Regions from separate parts of the Mus musculus genome. Here all the other regions are linked to region 1. The links are chromatin contacts, called in public promoter capture Hi-C maps. All regions are on one chromosome and are shown on one strand. Each heading gives the region's core, a stretch centred on a gene start, on an enhancer-like site or on the middle of the called end of the contact. The rest is flanking DNA. Distances are from core to core; before and after follow the strand shown.

Region 1 (2,700 bases), core at 180-2,679:
ATCCATGCAAACTGAAATCCCAGCATAGAAAGACTGAAGCAAGAGGTGCATGGTGACTCATGCCTTTAATCCCAGTGCTTGGGAGGCTGATGCAGGTGGATCTCTATGGGTGCAAGGCCAGCCTGGTCTACAAAGCAAGTGGGGGACAGCCAAGGTTGTAACATGAAGAAACCCTGTAAAAACTATCGAGCGAGCGAGCGAGCTAGAGAGACTGAGACAAGAGGCTCTCAAGTTAAAAGCCAGCCTTGGCTAGGTAGTGCAACCCTCTCTCAAAAACGCCCTCCCAAAAAAAGGCATGCTCTTCAAATAAATGATCTCTGGGTACCTCATAGAATCACCTAAAAGCTCCAATTGTTACTGTACACAATTGCTGGAGAAAAGTAAAGAGTAGGCAGACTATGCACCTTGGAAATAAAGTAGAAAGGCGTATTAGTGGTAGTAAACTACGAGATTATGTTAAAGCAAAAAACTGCAGGAAGACTTCCAAGACCAACCCAAAGAGAAAACACGAATCCTAAGTGGTGACAGTTGACATGCCTGGGTAACTAAACCTGAAAATGCAGGGGGGAAGGTGGGAGAGCTGACTATGCCTGGGTAACTAAACCTGAAAATGCAGGGGGGAAGGTGGGAGAGCTGACTAGGAAAACTGAGCTGGAACGCACCAGGCTAAAGAATTTGTTTGAATTTCTAACAACGCTTTACAGTTCACAAGCACTCTTACCTCACCTTAAAGAATAAATAAACTATGACACCACCAGACTTCAATAGGGCATGAAGAGGAAACTCACAGAGTTTCAACTAACACCAAAGACCACAGTAATGAAAAGTAGTAAAATTGAACTATGCCTTCAGATTAAGTGGGGAGAGACTAGAGCGCAGAAGTTGGGCACTAAGACCAGTCCCAGGACAGGCGCCAGACTAGAAAGCTGAAAGGTGGTCCGGATGGGGCGACAGCGTGGCGGAGGAGCTCCTGCCAACGTGCAGGGACCGAGGTGGGAGAGAAAACCACACCCTCCAGGATAAAAACCCAAAGGGGGGGGAGGGGAAGGCGCCCCCTGGGGCTGGGTGGGGCCGGCCAACTAGGATGGGGGGTGGGGGGTGGAGCAGGAAGCACAGGGCAACCTGAGCGGGAGAGGAAAGAGAGTGCTCAGGCCTGGACACACTACGGAAACATGAAGCCAGCGAGGGAAGCTCGGCCCGATCCACCCGAGTAGACGCTGGGGCATCCCAAAGGGGGCTGGGAGTTCAGAAGACCTTAGCCCAGGTCCAGAAAGCATACACTGCAAGGTTCAGGGCCCTGGGAGGCAGGATGAAGGGGACCGGGTGACAATTACCGCTGCTGCTCTCGTTGGACTCGGGACCCGCCGCCGCCGCCGCTCGTTACCTGCCAATGTGCCTCTTACAAAGCGGCGGCGGCGGCAGAGGCGGCCCTGCCCGTCACGTGATCCCTACGTCACGGGAGAGGGTGGAGCCAGTACTTGAAGATTGAACGGGGTTACCCGGCTGGCTAACACAGCTCTGGGAGCTGAGCGAGAGGAACTATGTGGAGGCGGCGGAGATGGTGACATTGCTTGTGGTCAGAATTTCAGGGTCGTACTATCCGCCGCCTATAGAGAACCCACTATTAAAGCGTGCGGTCGCGCTATGATGACCTCAGAAACACTGCAAGATGCTCGATGCGTGCGGCTCTTTCGTCACGTGACATGGTGCAGCCACTCAAAGCAAGCCTGGCTTCTAGACGTTTTGAGGGCGAACTACAACTCCCAGAGTGCTGCGCGGCAAAGGCACTCTCTACGACCGCCTTTTCTCAGCGTGCTCCTAAGTACAACTCCTGATTCTGACTTATTCGAGCATCTTATGGCTAGCTTCCGAGTTAGTACCAATGGGTGCCACCTGCCAAGCGAACCAGCGTGGTTCCTGCTGGGAGGTGTAGTTCTGGCGGAGAGTGGGTCTAGCTCCCACGTTGCGAGGCTGGCGCTCCGCCCTGCCCTCTGCGCGGGAAAACGCCAACCGCCAGCTGCTGAGCCAGACACCCAGAACGTCCTCGGCTGAAGGCCACGAGACTTCAATGTAGTCAAATGTGGACTGCTTTCTGCATTCCCAACTCTCTTCTGCAGGAAACAACTACCATTCCTTGAACGCCAACGGGATGTTAGAGGTGTTCTAGCCCAAAAGGCTACTAGTATCGGACCGGTTTTGCAAATAGGAAAGGAAAAGTTATTTTCTGGCATAAGAAACCTAAATCAGGTTTTCCTTGTTGAGAAGTTACCTGATCCACCTCTTAGTAAAGATGTTAACCTCAGGAGATTAAGCAAAAGTAATGGAGTTTTGTTGTTTTTTGATTTTTTGAGACAGGGCTTCCCTGTTTTGGAACTTGCTTTGTAGACCATACTGGCCTCAAACTCACAGAGTGCTGGGAGTAAAGGCACGTGACACCACAGGCCGACTCAAATAAAGATTAATCACTAGCATATCTTTAAAAAATAAATAAATAGATAGATGTTGCGCTGGAGAGATGGCTCAGTGGTTAAGAGCACTGACTTCTCTTCCAGAGGTCCTGAGTTCAATTCCCCGCAACCACACGGTGGCTCACAACCATCTGTAATGGGATCCAATGACCTCTTCTGGGGTGTCTGAAGACAGCACAGTGTACTCACATACATTAAATAAATAATTTTTTTTTAGATGTTTAAAACACTT
Region 2 (2,700 bases), core at 127-2,626, 290 kb after region 1:
CCCCAAGGTGGGTTAAGCAATGAACATGGCCTCTACATTCTTTCCTCTCTATTCTCTAGGCCAGCTGGCTAGGCCTCTGACTTTCCTACCCATATGCTGACAGCAATGACAGTCAGGTAGCCTCAGGGCAATGGCCAGGAGGCACCTTCTTCTTTAGGCCATGCCTCCATAAACTGGCATCGCCCTCCCCCTTCCATCCCCTCGGCGCCGGCATCGATGACATCATTCCTGCCTGACTCCAGGACCACGGACCGGAGGCAGGATCCCCGCCCAGCAAAGACTCCAAACACGTAGGCCTAAGATGATAGGGGCTCTTCCGAATTCCGAACCGGTCGGCACGGCCCACTTCAGCACAGCTCCACCTCTTATCCTGGAGATACCTTCCCATGGACACCCTTGAGTCTCCATCTCGCCACCGCAAACTCTTCCCCTTCCCGATGCCCCCAGATCGAAATGGGGCTCCTCTCTCGAGAGGAAGGAAATTCCCAGGTTCTGCAATGAACCTCTGCCCCCATCAAGGCCTGGTTCCTGCTCAGCTTTGCTATATTTATCTAAAGGACCGGCGGGCAGGCCTCTCCTTTTCTAAAGGCCTATTTCCTTTCCTCCTTAGACTGATCTGCTGGCCTCCTCCCTCGCCCTGAGCATCACAGGCCTCGGGGAGCTAAACGCCTTTCTCATCCGACCCCCCGGGCTTGCTGCCAAAGATGCTCTGTGACATCCTCCTAAATTGCCCTCCACTAGAGGTGTGCACTAGAGTGCCTCCCTTGGTCCTATCCGACGGCGTTCTGCATCTGCTGACCGTGCCCTCCGCCCTTTCAGGTCCTTCGCTCGCACCGCTGGTAATCTCCCACGGTTTTCTCGCTCTGCAAATCTCCCTCCCCCGGCAAAGCGTTTTCAGGACTCCCTCTACCTTATCAGATGGCGCCCCCTCGCACAATCCCCACGGCCTAGTTCCTTCCCTCCCCTCCAGCGGCGCCCCTCCCGGCCCTGGCCTCTCCGCCGCCCGCCCCCTCACCAGCGGCTGCATCTCCGAGTGCGCGGTGGGCACCTGGAACCGGTCGATCTCCTCCATCATGGTGCCGGCGGGCGAGCGGGCCAGGGGCCGGGCGCGGCCAGGGACGCCGATGGGACCGCGCGGGGCGGCGGCCCCAGAAGCCCGGCAGATTATGCAGACTAGGCCGCCCTGGACCGGTCGGGCGGATAGGCGGATGGAAGGATGGATAGGCGGCGAGAGGCTCGCGGGATGACTGAGACCGGCGTAGCTCCGTGGGGTTGCCTAGAGCTACCGCGGCAGTAGCCCCGCGGAGCCGCAGGTCTTGCCTCGCCTCCTCCTCCGCCGCCGCCTCCTGTCAGCAGCTCAGCCACTGCGGTGACTCTGCAACTCCACTTCCGGGTCCGGGACACCGCCCGGATCCTGCATTATTCATGAGAAGGCGGTGTCTGGGTGCCCCAGCCCTTCCCACTTGCGGGAGCTCCTTGCGCGGAGGGCGGACTTATCTTTCTCTGCGGAGGCGGGGCTTAGCGGGGCCAGAGGATCCCTGCGCGCCCAAGTTCCGCCTCCTCCCCGTGTCCGGAGGGGGCGCTAGGTGCGCCTGCGCACCCGGTGCCTGTCGGTTGCTGGGTAACCGCGTCAGGGAGGAGCTGATGCTGTTCTACAAGGGCGCGAGGACCCACAACGTCAGCTGTCCCCGAAGAACCCTGGTGACTGGGAATTGAAGTGGAAGAGAGTCTGCACTTCCTGTGTGTGGTCAAGAAGGAGAAACTACTCCCCAGGAGAGGAAGCGTTTTGTAGGTTTTTCAGGGTGTGAGGTGCTTTCTATTCTTGCGGCAATGCCCTCGAAACAGATTCGTAAGCAGGTAATGTCTTACTGTGGCCTGCTGTCTTCTGAAGACCTCTGACCTTAACCGCCAGTTATTTCCTGTTGACCTCCAACCTCTCTTTCTTGTGACTCCTGGTTTGTGTTCCCACTGACCTGATTCTCCTGTTCTTTCTCACAAATCCTGCCCTCCTCTCCCAAATTTTCCTGAACCCACAGTCATTTTACTTTTAACCGAATCTGGTTTTTTCTTATTACTTCCATCTCTTCACAGACCCATCTTGTCTTGTCTTCGCCCTTAATCTCCCAACACTCCACTGAGTCCCTTCCTCATTCCCCTCTCATTCTTGTCCCAGTGGATTTTTTTATTCAACACTGCAGCATGGTCACTGCAGAGCTAAGTAAGTGGGGACATTTGCCATGTGGGAACTCAGAGAGGGGGCATGAGAACTGCACAGGAGACACGGAATAGAACAGATCGTGTGCAGGAATTTGGAGCAAGAAGTCAGAGAGGAAGAAAAAAAGACCCTTTTTCTAACCATGTTCCCTGCCCTCCAACACAAGTTTCCTTCTTATAAGACCCTCATTCACTTAGCCTTGTGAACGTTATGTTTCTGTCACCTGGCAATATGTTATCCCTTCTCACAGGAGAGTTGAATTACTCCCCAAATCACCACACATGATAAGCTAGTCTCAGGTTCTCAAGGAGCATTCTGCGATATAAAAGAATGACTCTTTCTGTCCTATAGAAATTGCTTTTATTTCCTAACGTCTAGCAGAGCATCTACTTTAAAAACAAACAAACAAACAAACAAACAAACAAAATGCTTTTCTATACTTAAGCCTAGGTATATTGAGGTTTGGAGAGCAAATCTGTGCCCAT
Region 3 (2,700 bases), core at 86-2,585, 330 kb before region 1:
ACAAACGAAACCAATCCAACAACAGAGAGGTTTTTTCTTTTGTTTTAAAACAGGTACTCAATCTTTTCTAAGTAAGTGGAGTTCAAATCCACCTTTAGATTGCGCTCCCAACCAGTCAAGAGTCAGAAGGAGTCCTAGTTCCTATTTGTGCCTCACAGATCAGACATCAAGAGGCCTTTGGGGGGGTGGGGGTGGGGATTCATCTCAAAGTTTCATAAAACTGCTGGATATAGAGCCATGGTTTAGGTAGCAAAGTTTGTTGTTAGTCTTTCCTAACTGATTCTAAGGAAATGTCATGGCTTCAGCTTTCTCGTGTACTTCCCAAGGTTTTTAGTTCTGTGTTGATGTAACCAGATGTCCAGAAAGTAACTCTTGGACTCACGGCCCATTGAACCTGCGGTTCTATGACATCCAACAAAAACACTACTCAGTAAATAAGGAACAGCGGGATCACGCACCAAGTTCGTACTCTTTACACTGGTGGATGTCCAGAACCACGGAAGTTCTACACACAAGAAGGCCTAATATAAGCCTGACACAAAGACCCACGATTACTAGCGTTACACACTCAACTTTGCTTCCAAATAGAGGATCCAATAAGTGTCCAGGGACCGGCCACAGGGAAAGATGTCCTGACACCAGCCCTAAGCAAAAACATCCCCAAATATATATAGCCAAGAACCCATGTTTCTTTCTCCCAAGACTACATGTGGCCAAACCCACATATCCCAACCCGATCTACGGAACCCTCCTTGGCGCTCACTGTGGGTGACGATCACGCTGAGTCTGGGTGTTTCCATTTCCTCCGTCTGGACCATCTCCTCGGTCTTGGCCATGTTGTCGGTCTGGGTCACCTCTTCTGCCACAGTTACTTCCTCGGTTTGGGTCGCCTCCTCGATCTTGGTCACCTCCTCTACCTGGGTCCCGGTCACGTTCTTGCTACGGGTCACTTTCTTACTTCTAGTCAACTCCCTGCTGCTGCTCCCTACCTTCTCGCTCTGAGAAGAGCGGGGCCGGACTTTCTTCTTCACCCGCGGCTTGCAGGCGCCGGCGGCGGCGCCCCTGGTGGATCGGTCATGCCCGCTGGCTGCACTGCGCACAGAGGAACGCTGAGAGGGAGGCAAGCCCCGCTCGGCCCGGGACTCCGACTGGCGCGGCTCCCGGGCAGGCCGAGGGGCGCGCAGCCTGGGTCCCAGCGGCTCCCGGTCGCCTCGCGGTCGCCGCGCGGCGCTGCGACCCGCCAGGCCGCGTTTGTTCACAGCGCAGCGGTGGCTACCGGGCGCGCAGCCTTGCAACCCCGCCCCACTACTCACCAGTTCCGCCCCATCTACTCGCCACGCCCTCGGAACTGACCCTGCTTCAGGCCCCGCCCTATCCGCCCAGCCGCGTCTAAGCCCCACCCACTCCGCCAAGGCACCGCCCTATCCCTCCTCATAAGCCCCTCCTTCAGAAGTCTTTCCACCTCTCCCAGAGCTCCGCGCTCCTTCTCCGGAAGGAGGAGCTGAAAACACGGAAAAGGGATCGGGAGACTCGGGCGAGCACTCTGCGCCTGCGCATGGGGTGGGGGAAGCCGGAAATTGACACCAGAGCGACTACGCTTCCGTTTCTGGTTTTCCTCCAGTGTTTGGGTTTCCTCGCAGCCGGCCAAGATGAACCGATTCTTCGGAAAAGCGAAACCCAAGGCTCCGCCACCTAGCTTGACGGACTGCATTGGGACGGTGGGCATTTGACTTTGCATACCTCTGACACTCCGACCCGTCCATCCCGAATTCGTACTCCACCCCATTCCTGGTTCGGGCCCATTAAACCTGAGTCTTCTTCATCCCCACCCCTTTCATCCCTGTTTTCCAGGTCATTCCTGACCCCAGAGACCAGACAGTCTAATCTCATCATTCTTTCGCCCTTACTGCACTTAGCTCTTTCCGATGCCCACTGTGCCCCACCCCTTCTTCCTCGCTTTGGTTCCCACATTCCAACCTACGTACCCTATGTCACTACACCCCACTTTGTCTAACCTGGCCTTTTAAAAACCCTTTTTCACTCTTCTCCCCTTACCCATGTCAGGGTTAACATATCTGTACCTTAGTCCTGGGTCTGAGTAGCATAGAATTCTGAATCTTGGCCCTTCCAGATTAAACCTGATCTCGGAAATGGTTTTAGATCTCATCTTAGCCTGTGTTGATTGGTTCATTCCACGCACGTTCATGCAGAGTCCCAAACTGACTATTCTCCTACTTGGGAAATCTCAGCCAGCGGAGAGAATCCCAAATCGTTTTCCTCAAGAGAGGGCTGCTATATCAGAATCTAGGAGGTGGGAGAGAGTTTATGAAAGCCCTCCAATGGTTCGGGCTGGAATTCCCCACCCTTAAGAAAAACCCTATTTTCTGCCCTTTGCTATATTGTTCCTTTTTTCTTTTGCATATCCCTCTCTTTCTGCCCCTTTCCATGTAAACATATTACAATAATTACCACTGCATGTGATGTTTTCTTCCAAGGTGGATAGCAGGGCAGAATCCATTGACAAAAAGATTTCCCGGCTGGATGCTGAACTAGTGAAATATAAGGATCAAATCAAGAAGATGAGAGAGGGTCCTGCTAAGGTAAGGCTGGTGACAACTGTTGTAGGAAGTACTGTGAAGGGACTGACTGGTGAAGGATACAAGAAAAATACACGAAATCTGGTAAAGAGAAGCTACTTGT

The links. Promoter capture Hi-C pulls out the DNA fragments that hold promoters and counts their contacts. Capture Hi-C pulls out chosen DNA fragments and counts their contacts.
Region 2: a contact with region 1 is called in a promoter capture Hi-C map of adipose tissue. The contact joins the promoter of Fam219a here to the promoter of Ubap2 in region 1. A contact is called at or near these places in 3 of 39 promoter capture datasets (cranial neural crest, maxillary cranial neural crest and second pharyngeal arch cranial neural crest), 6 of 484 Hi-C or Micro-C datasets (CD4 T cells, CD8 T cells, forebrain and 3 more), 2 of 115 datasets of contacts at active chromatin or transcription factors (effector CD8 T cells and memory CD8 T cells) and 3 of 9 other capture datasets (adipose tissue, liver and pancreatic islet).
Region 3: a promoter capture Hi-C map of second pharyngeal arch cranial neural crest shows a contact between it and region 1. The contact joins the promoter of Bag1 here to the promoter of Ubap2 in region 1. A contact is called at or near these places in 12 of 39 promoter capture datasets (the 3T3-L1 cell line, the C10 cell line, cranial neural crest and 8 more), 5 of 484 Hi-C or Micro-C datasets (CD4 T cells, LSK cells and embryonic stem cells), 7 of 115 datasets of contacts at active chromatin or transcription factors (bone marrow-derived macrophages, effector CD8 T cells, embryonic limb bud and 4 more) and 1 of 9 other capture datasets (embryonic stem cells).

The regions. Positions count from the first base shown.
Region 1 is chr4:41,273,706-41,276,405 of GRCm38.p6, forward strand. It overlaps Ubap2 (ubiquitin-associated protein 2), which reads right to left and starts at 1,430. Exons shown (of 29, transcript NM_026872.1): 1 at 1,335-1,430.
Region 2 is chr4:41,568,162-41,570,861 of GRCm38.p6, forward strand. It overlaps Fam219a (family with sequence similarity 219, member A), which reads right to left and starts at 1,377. Exons shown (of 6, transcript NM_001159583.2): 1 at 1,016-1,377. The coding sequence starts at 1,075. It overlaps Dnaic1 (dynein, axonemal, intermediate chain 1), which reads left to right and starts at 1,633. Exons shown (of 20, transcript NM_175138.4): 1 at 1,633-1,857. The coding sequence starts at 1,831.
Region 3 is chr4:40,946,959-40,949,658 of GRCm38.p6, forward strand. Bag1 (BCL2-associated athanogene 1) reads right to left here and starts at 1,336. Exons shown (of 7, transcript NM_001171739.1): 1 at 764-1,336. The coding sequence starts at 836. Chmp5 (charged multivesicular body protein 5) reads left to right here and starts at 1,595. Exons shown (of 8, transcript NM_029814.1): 1 at 1,595-1,718; 2 at 2,496-2,600. The coding sequence starts at 1,650.